3 separate regions of the Sus scrofa genome follow, and all the other regions are linked to region 2. The links are chromatin contacts, called in public Hi-C and HiChIP or PLAC-seq maps. All regions are on one chromosome and are shown on one strand. The core of a region is the stretch at or near the end of the contact, and the rest is flanking DNA. Distances in the headings are between cores, read along the strand shown. Region 1 holds the start of ARMC5 (armadillo repeat-containing protein 5). Region 2 holds the start of FBRS (probable fibrosin-1). Region 3 holds the start of CORO1A (coronin-1A).

Region 1 (3,115 bases), core at 88-2,587, 640 kb before region 2:
GAGCTGAACACCCACAGAATATGGAAATTCCCAGGCTAGGGGTCTAATCAGACCTACAGCCGCCGGCCTACACCAGAGCCAGAGTAAGGGGAGATCAGAACCGCACCTACGATCTACACCACAGCTCATAGCAACGTGGGATCCTTAATCCACTGAGCAAGCCAGGGATCGAACCTGCATCCTCGTGGATCCTAGTCGGATTCGTTAACCGCTGAAGCACGAAGGGAACTCCCTATTCCAATTTTTTGAAGTAACTATTATTACACCATTTTACCATCCTAGCCTCGGATGAGTCTAGCTGACCGCAGAGCACACTTTCTGACCACCAGTTCATCAAATGGGACTTGCTCCTGCACAAGGCCAGACACAAGGCCTTAAGTGGAGAGTAAGAATCATTTGAAAGAGTCACTACATAATCCTTTGGCCTCCACCAGCCCAGAGGCGAGAGTGGTGCTCCACAGCCAGTAAGTAACTGCTTGTAATTATCTGATCTAGGAGGGCTAGGGTCTAATTTATAGAGAGCAGTGACATCACGGGTCATGACAGCTAAAGAGCGGGGGGGCGCTGTGCCGTCATAAAGCGCAGTCTTCCAGGCTACCACACACAGAACTCAAAGACTCTGCCCACGCCCAGAATAGGACACAAGTTCGGGTGGAATCCTAGGAAATGAGGGCGGAGCACTTACCCAATGGGAGTATGCCTCCGAGTCTGCGCACTTCAGCCCGGCACGCCCCTTCCGTACAGCAGTTGGCTAGGATGCTGAGCGCTAAGTCCAGCGTCTTGCGCAGGCGCGCTGGCGGAGAGGGCGTCGGTGATGACGAAGCTGCGGAGGGGGCGGGGCCCGGCGAGGGGGCGGGGCCAGAAGAAGCCGCTGACTCGACCGAAGAGGGGGTGGAGCCTGAGCCAGCCTGGGACAGGGCGGGACCCGCTGCAGCCGCTCGCCGTAGCAGAGCGAGAAGGGGGCGGAGCCCGCCGCGTGCCCGGAAGCGCTCGATTCCCCCCGCTGCCTTGACGTGGCGCGTGCGGAGGGCTAAGAGCGCGCGGCCCAAGGGTGTCTCGTTGGTAGCTGTGTCCTTTCCCCCACCTAGACCCTCCCCGGCCGCCGCCGTGAGCTGCGCGAGGCAGAACGAGAGCGAGTCCGTGGGGGTTGGCTTCGCGGCCGCCATCTTGGCTCAGGCTTAAGGCTCCGCCCCCCCTTCGCAGCGCATCCAAGAGAGCGGAACTGGAAGGAGGGGCGTGGCCAGGCACCTCCTCTCTGACGCTTTTTAAATAGCGCCGCCGCAGTAATTATGCCAGTCGGAAGTTGTAGTTCCCGATCCTTGGTGCTCTGACCTGCACAGTCGCAGAAGGCTCGACGAGAGTGGTGGTTATCTAATCGCTGTGCGTGCCTAAGAGGCGTGTGCGGCGCATGCTTGGATACGTAGTCCGCGCCAAGCGTAACATGCCCCGCGTAGGATAGTAGGCAACTCTCCCGGTACTCGAATGGGTCAGTGTCTCTGGAGAACCCAGATATCCGACTACGGAGTCTCAGTACTGTACTGCTCCAGGTGACTTGGCTACTCCGCCCCCAGAGTGTCCCCAGCGACAGCCTTTTCCTTCAGGCTCGCTTTGCCGTCCTCCCCGCCCCTCCAGCGGTGGCCGGGGCACCGAAGTCCGCGTTGATGAGCTCAGAACCCGAGCCAAGCAGAAGGTGTCACATTCCTCACAGCGGCTACAGATGGGAGCATTTGCTCCGTCAAGTGAACAAGAGGGTTAAAGCTATCGATACCGTTCGCTGCCACTTCCTAGAGCGGCAGGAGCTAGTGGACCTTTCCGTTTCCGGTGCTGGATTCCTGGGTCCTGAGTGTCTTCACCTCTTGTGCTTGAGGTTTGCTGGGCGAGGACCGGCCAAGGCCAAGTCAGTAAAGCAGGAGTGATTTATTAAGGCATCCCAAATAGATGGGCCGAGCTCAGGATGGCATCAGCAGCGATTGTGAGGAGTTGTTCTTCCCCACCCCCACCCCTTTTAGGGCCGCACCCTCGGCATATAGAAATTCCCAGGCTAGGGGTCCAATTGGAGCTGGAACTGCAGCTGCTGGCCTACACCACAACCACAGCAAGCGGGATCAAAACTGCGTCTGCGACCTACATCACAGCTCTCGGCAGGTCGGGATCCTTAACCCACTCAGCAAGGCCTGGGATCTAATCAGCATCCTCATAGACACTATGTCGGTTCGTTACTACCGGCCACTATGGGAATTCCGTGGAGATCTAGTTATAAAAGGCTGGTTGCCAGCAAAACGTGGAGGGAACAATGTGCGAGGGAGGAGGGTGGCAAAGGACGATAGCTTTCCCTCTCCATTTCTCCTGTCCGGATAAGTGCTGTAACCACCCTGCCTTGGGCAGGGATTGACTTAAGCAGGCAGGGTGGTTAATCGGGCGGGGTAGTTGATTGACTTAGCAGACAGGGTGGTTGATTCTTGGTCAGCGACTTTCTAATGTCATTGACCCGTGTTTCAAGTCCACCATCCCCCTGGGAACCTATCAGTTGAGGCACTAGCAAGTGTGGAAGCACTCTTTAAACACTGCGGCCTGGGTGCGCTGGGAGGAGGGGGAGTCAGCAACAATTCCTGGCCCTTCTTTTGCCTAGTTATGTACATGAGCTTGGACTCCATCCCGTTCTCTTTTTTCCTTTCGTTTTTTTTTTTTTTTTCTTTCTTTTTTGGCTGCCCCATAGCATATGGAGTTCCTGGGCCAGGGATCAGATCTGACCCATAGTTTTGACCACGCTGCAGCTGCAGCAACGCCAGATCCTTTAACCCACTGTGTCAGGCCAGGAATCCAACCTGAGTCTTGGTGCTGCAGATACCACCCATCTTGTTGCGCCACAGAGGGAACTCCTCGTTCTACCTCTGATCTCATCCAGTTCTGGGACTCAGGTTCCTCCTCTGAGCCTGGTGGGCCACAAAGAGGCTGGTGCTGTGCAGTGCATGTGTCCATGGTCTGGCAGTTGGATTCCTGCCCAATGGGAAGCTCAGCTGTGGCTGGTGATTTGGGAGGGGCGCTGGGGATGCCAGAACAGCACCCCATCCCTCCACCCCCACCCAAGCCAAAGTCCCTCCCTTCCCTAGACATA
Region 2 (3,209 bases), core at 440-2,939:
TGGGGCAGAGGCCTGGCCAGAGGAGCCGGTTGCTCTGGTTTGGGGTGCCAGCATTCCCCCCTCAACTCCACCCACTCCAGGCCTCATACTCTTCTCTCTGGCCCTCTGAAGCCCCCCAAGGGTCCCCAGCCCCATCAGACCCCACCTGCAAGGCTTCGAGGCTGGCGAAGCTGGCGATGGCGAAGCCATCGATCAAGTCCTCCTCCTCTTCTTCCTCCTCCTCTGGCTCCTCCTCGGCCTCCCCATCGTCTGCGCCCCCCTCCTCCTCCTCCTCCTCTTCCTCCCCGCGGCTGCCCGAGCCGGCAGGCCGCTTCCGAGCTCGGGGTCGCGGGGGCCGAGGCCTGGGACGCGGCCGCCGCCGTCTCGGGCCTCCCGGCCGCTCTCCAGATGAAGCTGACGACCAGGGCCTGGCGGGCGGCGGCGGCGACGACGAGGACGAGGAACCGCGCGGGGCGGCCAATAGGGCCCGGGGCGCGTCGCCGCCGGGACCTCGGCGGCGCCGCTGCTCCCGGTCTCGGTCTCGGCGCGAGCAGCGCCGCCGCCGCCGCTCCCCCTCAGCGGCCCAGCCCGGGCCGGGAGCCGCGGCCGCTGCCGTCTCCATGGCGACCGCCCTCAGCGCCGCATCCGGAGGCGGCGGGGCCCGAAGCGGCCTGTCCGCAGGCCCGGGGTCGCACGCGCGGCGCTGGCGGCTGCACAGGGACGAGAGGGCCACGGCTTCCCCTTTAAAGCAGGATCTCCTGGCCCCGAGCTTGCCCCAAGGCCAAGGCCCGGGAAGCCGGCGCCGCCCCCGGGGCGACAAGCCTGAGGGCCCCCCCTGTGGGGCCGGCGGGGACGAGACGACGAAAACGGAGCGGCCGTTCCTTTAAGGCAAGGCCTCAAGTTGTTCAGCCCCTGTCCCCTTTAAGACGACCCGACGGTGTCCGACCGGCCTAGTTCGGTGGCCGCCCCCTGCCAGGGGTCGAGACAAGTCTCCCCGAGGAAGAGGAAGGGCCACCCCTTTAAAAGGGGCCGAAAGCTCGACCCGAAACGCAGACCTCCCCTTTAAAAGTGCCTCAAGTCCTCCGACGAAAAGAGGCCACCCCTTTAAGGAGTCCAGGGTTCTCCAAACAGCAGGCCGCCCCTTTAAGGGCTCGGGAGTTAGTTTCTAGTCCTCCACAAGCAGCCACTTCCCCTTTAAGTTGAATTTAAAGGACTTCTTGCGTGGGGGAGGAGAGGCGGTGAGAATCCCCACTCCTTCCAATTCTCCCAACAGCACAGTTCTCAATTTGTCAGCGTCTGTTCGGTGGCTTCCCCTTTAAAGGCTGGCGTTGTAGTCTGCCGAGATGAGTGGCCACCCCTTTAAGGAGATTTAAAGGGGCCTCCTCCAAGCCCAGCTCTTCCAGCCTCCGCCTCCGGTCGCCATGAAAGGCGCGAGGGGGGGGCGGGGCCGCGGGGGCCAGCCCTCCAAAGCCCCGGATGTGAGGCAACGGTGACGGGTAGAGCTTCTCTGTCTGCCGACATAAAAGTCTCTTCCTCCTTTCCTCCGTCTCTGTCTGACTTGCGCCTTAAGGGATCCGGAACGGCTGCTGGGTAGGGAGGGAGCTTCTGCGTACCCTCCTGTTGTCTCCTTTGGAGTCTGGGGCCTCCTCTCCGCCAGGACTTCCCTGCCCCTCCTCCCTCTTCCTCCTCAGCCTACGCCTCCTTCCTCTCTTTGCCTCCTCCCACTCTCCGCCCCCTTCCCCTCACCCCTCTACAGGCTTAGTCGTTGATAGGTTGAGACGTGTACGTCAAGGCGAAGGGCGGAGTCAAACTCCGGGGAGTGGGTAATATGTAGCCGCCCTCAAATCTTGGATTGGGTATACGTCAGATTAGCTCCTCCCTTCATCAAGTCTTATGACTCGACTGGTTAGAAGTACGTGCTTGGGGCGGTCCTTCAGATGACCCCGCCTCTTCCTGCTCTTCGTTCATTGGCCCGTGACCTGACGGCGTCTAGGCAAGGATCCGGATGGGGTGCGCGAGTCCTAGGGACGGTTGGCCGCTGGGCGGCGCGGGGCCGAGGCAGGTCCTTGTCTGCCGCGCGCTACGTCTTCTCTCCCTTTCCGCCGTTTGGCTTAGTCCACCGGCCGCTTGGCTTTTCGCGCACGCGCGTGGTGGTACCTCCGTCGGGTAGCTGCTCAGCGGGATCTCCCGCGGTGCGGGATGGCTAGAGCTTGCGGCGTGTTTTGAGAGCTCTAGTCGCGCGGCAAGCAAACCGCATCCCGTTATGGGTCGGTGCAGTGAGAGAGTGCTTGCCTATGGTCTCCGCGTTCTAGCAAGAAACACCTTGTCCTGTGTGCCGGGCACTTTCTCTCATATTAACTCGTTTGACAGTACGAAGTCTCTTAGGAAGATACTCCTATCAGCCCCATTTTACAGAAGGAGCAGGGAATTGATGCAGGTTTAATTTCCCAGCCAGGGTTTGGACTCAAGTTTAGCTCCAGTCAGTGCTCTTGACCACTGCTGTATTTTGCCTCTAAGTTATGAAAGATGTACAGTGCCACTTACGTCCGCTGGTTGTTTAGGTTACCCTTTTAAGGTGGACATAGCACTGGAACAGTCAACTTGCTTGCTTATATATTAAATGGGTATGACTCTCACAAGGCTTTGTGTAGGTCAGGTAACTGGGACAGGTTGTTGTAGGTGCTTAATTATAGCTGAGTACTCAGCTCTTGAATCCAGCAGGAGGATCCTGGCCTGTGTGTTAGGAGGAACTCAGGGCCATGGTGATCAAGGCCTTCGTCCACTCTGGGTCTTTACATCTGTCCTCTGCGACGTAAGTGAGTTGAGAGAACCCTGACCAGGTATAGAATCATAGTATCTTCTGGAGGAAATTCAGACGTATCCATATGGGAAAATTCTTTTTTTTCCTTTTTAGGGTTGCAGCTGCAGCATATGGAGGTTCCCAGGTTAGGGCTTGAATCAGAGCTTAGCTGCTGGCCTACACCACAGCCACAGCAATGCCAGATCTGAGCCACATCTGTCACCTACACCACAGCTTGCAGCAACACTGGACCCTTAACCTGCTGAGCAAGGCCAGGGATCATCAAACACTTATCCTCATGGATACTAGTTGGGTTCTTAACCCAGAGCCACAATGGGAACTCCATCACATGGGAAGATTTTTTTTTTTTTTTTTTGGTCTTTTGTCCTTTTAGGGTCACACCCAGGGCATATGGAGGTTCCCAGGCTAG
Region 3 (3,131 bases), core at 459-2,958, 590 kb after region 2:
AGCTGACAAGATGTCCTCCGGTCACACCCGTGGCTCCTTCTCAGCCTTTTAGGTTCAGCCCAAATACTCTGTAAAAAGTAGCAGTGATGAGAGGTAAGATTTATGAAGCACTTGCTATACTTCAGATAAGGTGCAGAAAGCTTTCCATTTCCATAACCTCGGAGTTCCCATCAGGGCTCAGCCAGAATGAACTCGACTAGGACCCATGAGGACACAGGTTCGATCCCTGGCCTCGCTCAGTGGGTCAAGGATCCAGTGTTGCCATGAGCTGTGGTGTAGGTCACAGACATGGCTTGGATCCCGAGTTGCTGTGGCTGTGGTGTAGGCCGGAAGCTGCAGCTCAGATTCGACTCCTAGCCTGGGAACCTCCATATGCTGTGGTCTAGCCATTAAAAAAAAAAAAAAAAAAAAAAAAAAAAAAAAAAAAAAAAAAGATCCATTTCCATAATCTCATGGTAGGTGTGAGGCTGTTACAGCCAGAGAAACTAAGGCTGACAGAGATTAAGGAACCTGCCCAAGATCACTCTGTAGGTGTGACAGCCAGGACTCAAACTCAGAAAGCAATGATTCTAGAGCAAGCCTTCCCTGCCCCCGGTGTTTCTACCTCTATGAGGCAGTCTCTTGGCTGGGAACCAACTCCTTCCTCTTGAGTCTGAAGCCCAGGCTTCCTCCTCTAGCTTTTTTTTTTTTTTGGTCTTTTTAGGGCTGCACACGTGGTATGTGGAACTTCCCAGGCTAGGGGTCAAATCGGAGCTGTAGCCACCTGGCCTACAACCCAGCCACAGCCACGTAAAATCCAAGCCACATCTGTGACCTACACCACAGCTCACGGCAATGCCGGATCCTTAATCCACTGAGCCAGGCCAGGGATTGAACCTGTGTCCTCATGGATGCTAGTCAGATTCGTTTCTGCTGTGCCACGACAGGAACTCCTACTTGGCTCTTTTTCTTTTTGTTAGTTCCCAGACCTGGGGTTGAATTCTTGCAGCAGCTGCAGGCAAAGCTGGATCCTTTAATCCACTGCTGGGGATCGAACCTGTGCCTCCGCAGCCACCCAAGGCACTGCAGTAGGATTCTTAACCCACTGCACCACCGTGGCAACTCTTCTACTTAGCTCATTAGAGCTGTTATTTGTGCCTTGCCTTCCGCTAGCTGCCCAACTCCGACTCCTTCACCTCTATAGCTCCCACCCCTCCCCGCCCAAAGAAGCGCCCAATTATTCCATTTTCCCCCTTGAGGCAGGCAGGGCAGAGGTGCTCCTAGATGCACACAGACCTAGAGAGGGTAAGAGACTCTCCCGGGGCCACCCATTTGTAAATGCAGGGGCCAGGACAGACGCCAGGTCTCCTGCCTGCAGGTGGCTCTCCCTCCTCCTGTCCCTTCCCCAGCTCTGTTCCGTGGGGGCGACAGAAGGCAGGACAGCCTTGGCTGGGGGTGGGCACGGGGGGCCTGTACCCGGGCCCGCCGGGGGGCGCACTGATGGACTCTTCCATGATGGCCAGGGAAAGGGTGGCGAGTAGGCTAGGGGTGGGCTGAAGGAACAGGTTATTTTTGCATTTTGACATTAAAAGATGAGATTGGCAGCCACTGGCCAACAGCATCTGTTTTGGTCTGGCATTGGCAGCGAAGGCGCGGAGCTTCTCCACGGAGGGAGGGAGGGGAGGGGAGGGGAGGCTGCGGTCGGTCCGCTGGGCGAGGCGGCGCCTCGGCGGAGCGAAGGGCTCTCCCCTTTAAGAGCTCCGCCCAAAGGGGCGCTGCCACCCCTAAGGAGGCGGGCGCCGCCGCTTCTCATTCATTGTCTTGACGAGAGCATCCTCAGCGGGCAGTCTCCGGCTCCTCCAGCTCCTTCCTCCGCCTCCTCCTCTCCCTCCTCCGTTTGGGGGGTCACTCCTCTCTCAGCAGCAGGTAAGACCCCCCGGGGACGGGGGCGCGGGACTCGGCATCGCTGCTCTGGGCCACCTGTGGGGCAGGCGAGGGCTTGGCAGGAGCGGGCTGTGGGGGCGGACGGACTGTCAAAGCGAGCTGGCTCGGCGATGGGGACAGAGCCGCTCCACGCCCCGCGTGGAGGGACTCGCCTGAGGGTGCAGGTGCGCGTGGGCGGGTCCATCCGTGTGTCCGGGAGGGCGCGGTGAGGGGACGAGGGCGAGGGGCCACCGCAGCCATGATGGAGGTGGGGGAGCCCGGGGGTCAGGACATGTGCTGGCCAGACTCCCCTTGGCATCTTTGGGCGAGTTTGGGGGCGGGAGGGGGGCAGGGTGGGGTGCACCGAGCAGCTGCCCTGAGCTGGGAGACAGGAAGGGGTTGAGAGCAAAACAAGAAAAGCCCAAGTTCCCCTTTCCGTGGTTTCCGGGCCTAGTACCTGCGGTGGGGGAGGAGGCAGGGTGGGGCGCTGGCTTCCTGTCTCCCAACCTCCAATTTGGGGGCTCCTGGCTCCCCAGATCCAGGCTTCTCACTTGGGAAGGATCCCCCCTTGTCCCCAGACGGGCTTCCCCACACACAGGTTCCTCACCCGCTTTCTGGGCAGGTGGACCCAGGAGCCCCTTGGAGAGTCGCAGGGTGGGCAAGGGTGGCTGGAGCAGCCCCCCCACACACCAAAGGGCTAGGCCAGAAGGCAGAGGGTGAAAGGGTGGAGCTGAGGTGATGGAGGAGAGGCCCGGAGGGTGCTCTTGAGTGGGCAGCACAGGTCCCCACGCTGAGCTGGAAGGTGATGCTGCTGGGCACCAGGACCCGGCCTGGAGCGTGGGCAGCCAGAGGCAGGCCCCTTGGCTTTGCGCACTGACCATCCAGCAACCGTGGGGTGGGGGAACCGTCCTAGCCCGACTCCAAGAAGTGAGTGCCGGCTGCTCCCTTCCCATGGGTGGTTCCAGAGGGGCTGGGGAAGGAACCAGGCCAGGCAGGAAGCAGAGAGGTATATGGAAGAGGAGATGCTCGGGCCCCAGCCATCTGCCTGTTTCTGGTGCCCAGAGGGCCACTGAGCCACTGAAGAAGTGCCTCCTGGGCAAACCCACAAGCCACATCCCTCTGTGTGTCCAGCCCTGAGCCTGGAGGTTGGGAGTGCCTGGCCTTTAGGAGGCTCCCCACGTGGGTGTGAGGGTGTGAAGTTTGGACCCTGTGACTGAGAGACCCCACCC

What was found. A called contact is a pair of places that touch in the nucleus more often than the background predicts. HiChIP or PLAC-seq counts read pairs in DNA pulled down with a chosen protein or histone mark.
Region 1: a Hi-C map of liver shows a contact between it and region 2, with 6 times the contacts expected there. The contact joins the promoter of ARMC5 here to the promoter of FBRS in region 2. A contact is called at or near these places in 2 of 47 Hi-C or Micro-C datasets (liver and retroperitoneal adipose tissue).
Region 3: an H3K27ac HiChIP or PLAC-seq map of alveolar macrophages shows a contact between it and region 2. The contact joins the promoter of CORO1A here to the promoter of FBRS in region 2. A contact is called at or near these places in 1 of 5 promoter capture datasets (fetal liver) and 1 of 2 datasets of contacts at active chromatin or transcription factors (alveolar macrophages).

Annotation. Positions count from the first base shown.
Region 1 is chr3:17,107,186-17,110,300 of Sscrofa11.1, forward strand. It overlaps ARMC5 (armadillo repeat-containing protein 5), which reads right to left and starts at 1,338. Exons shown (of 6, transcript XM_021086388.1): 1 at 686-1,338. The coding sequence starts at 1,166. LOC100626250 (cytochrome c oxidase subunit 6A2, mitochondrial) reads left to right here and starts at 1,438. Exons shown (of 8, transcript XM_021086396.1): 1 at 1,438-1,897.
Region 2 is chr3:17,742,122-17,745,330 of Sscrofa11.1, forward strand. FBRS (probable fibrosin-1) reads right to left here and starts at 1,690. Exons shown (of 18, transcript XM_021086415.1): 1 at 146-1,690. The coding sequence starts at 601.
Region 3 is chr3:18,335,105-18,338,235 of Sscrofa11.1, forward strand. CORO1A (coronin-1A) reads left to right here and starts at 1,709. Exons shown (of 11, transcript XM_021088028.1): 1 at 1,709-1,905.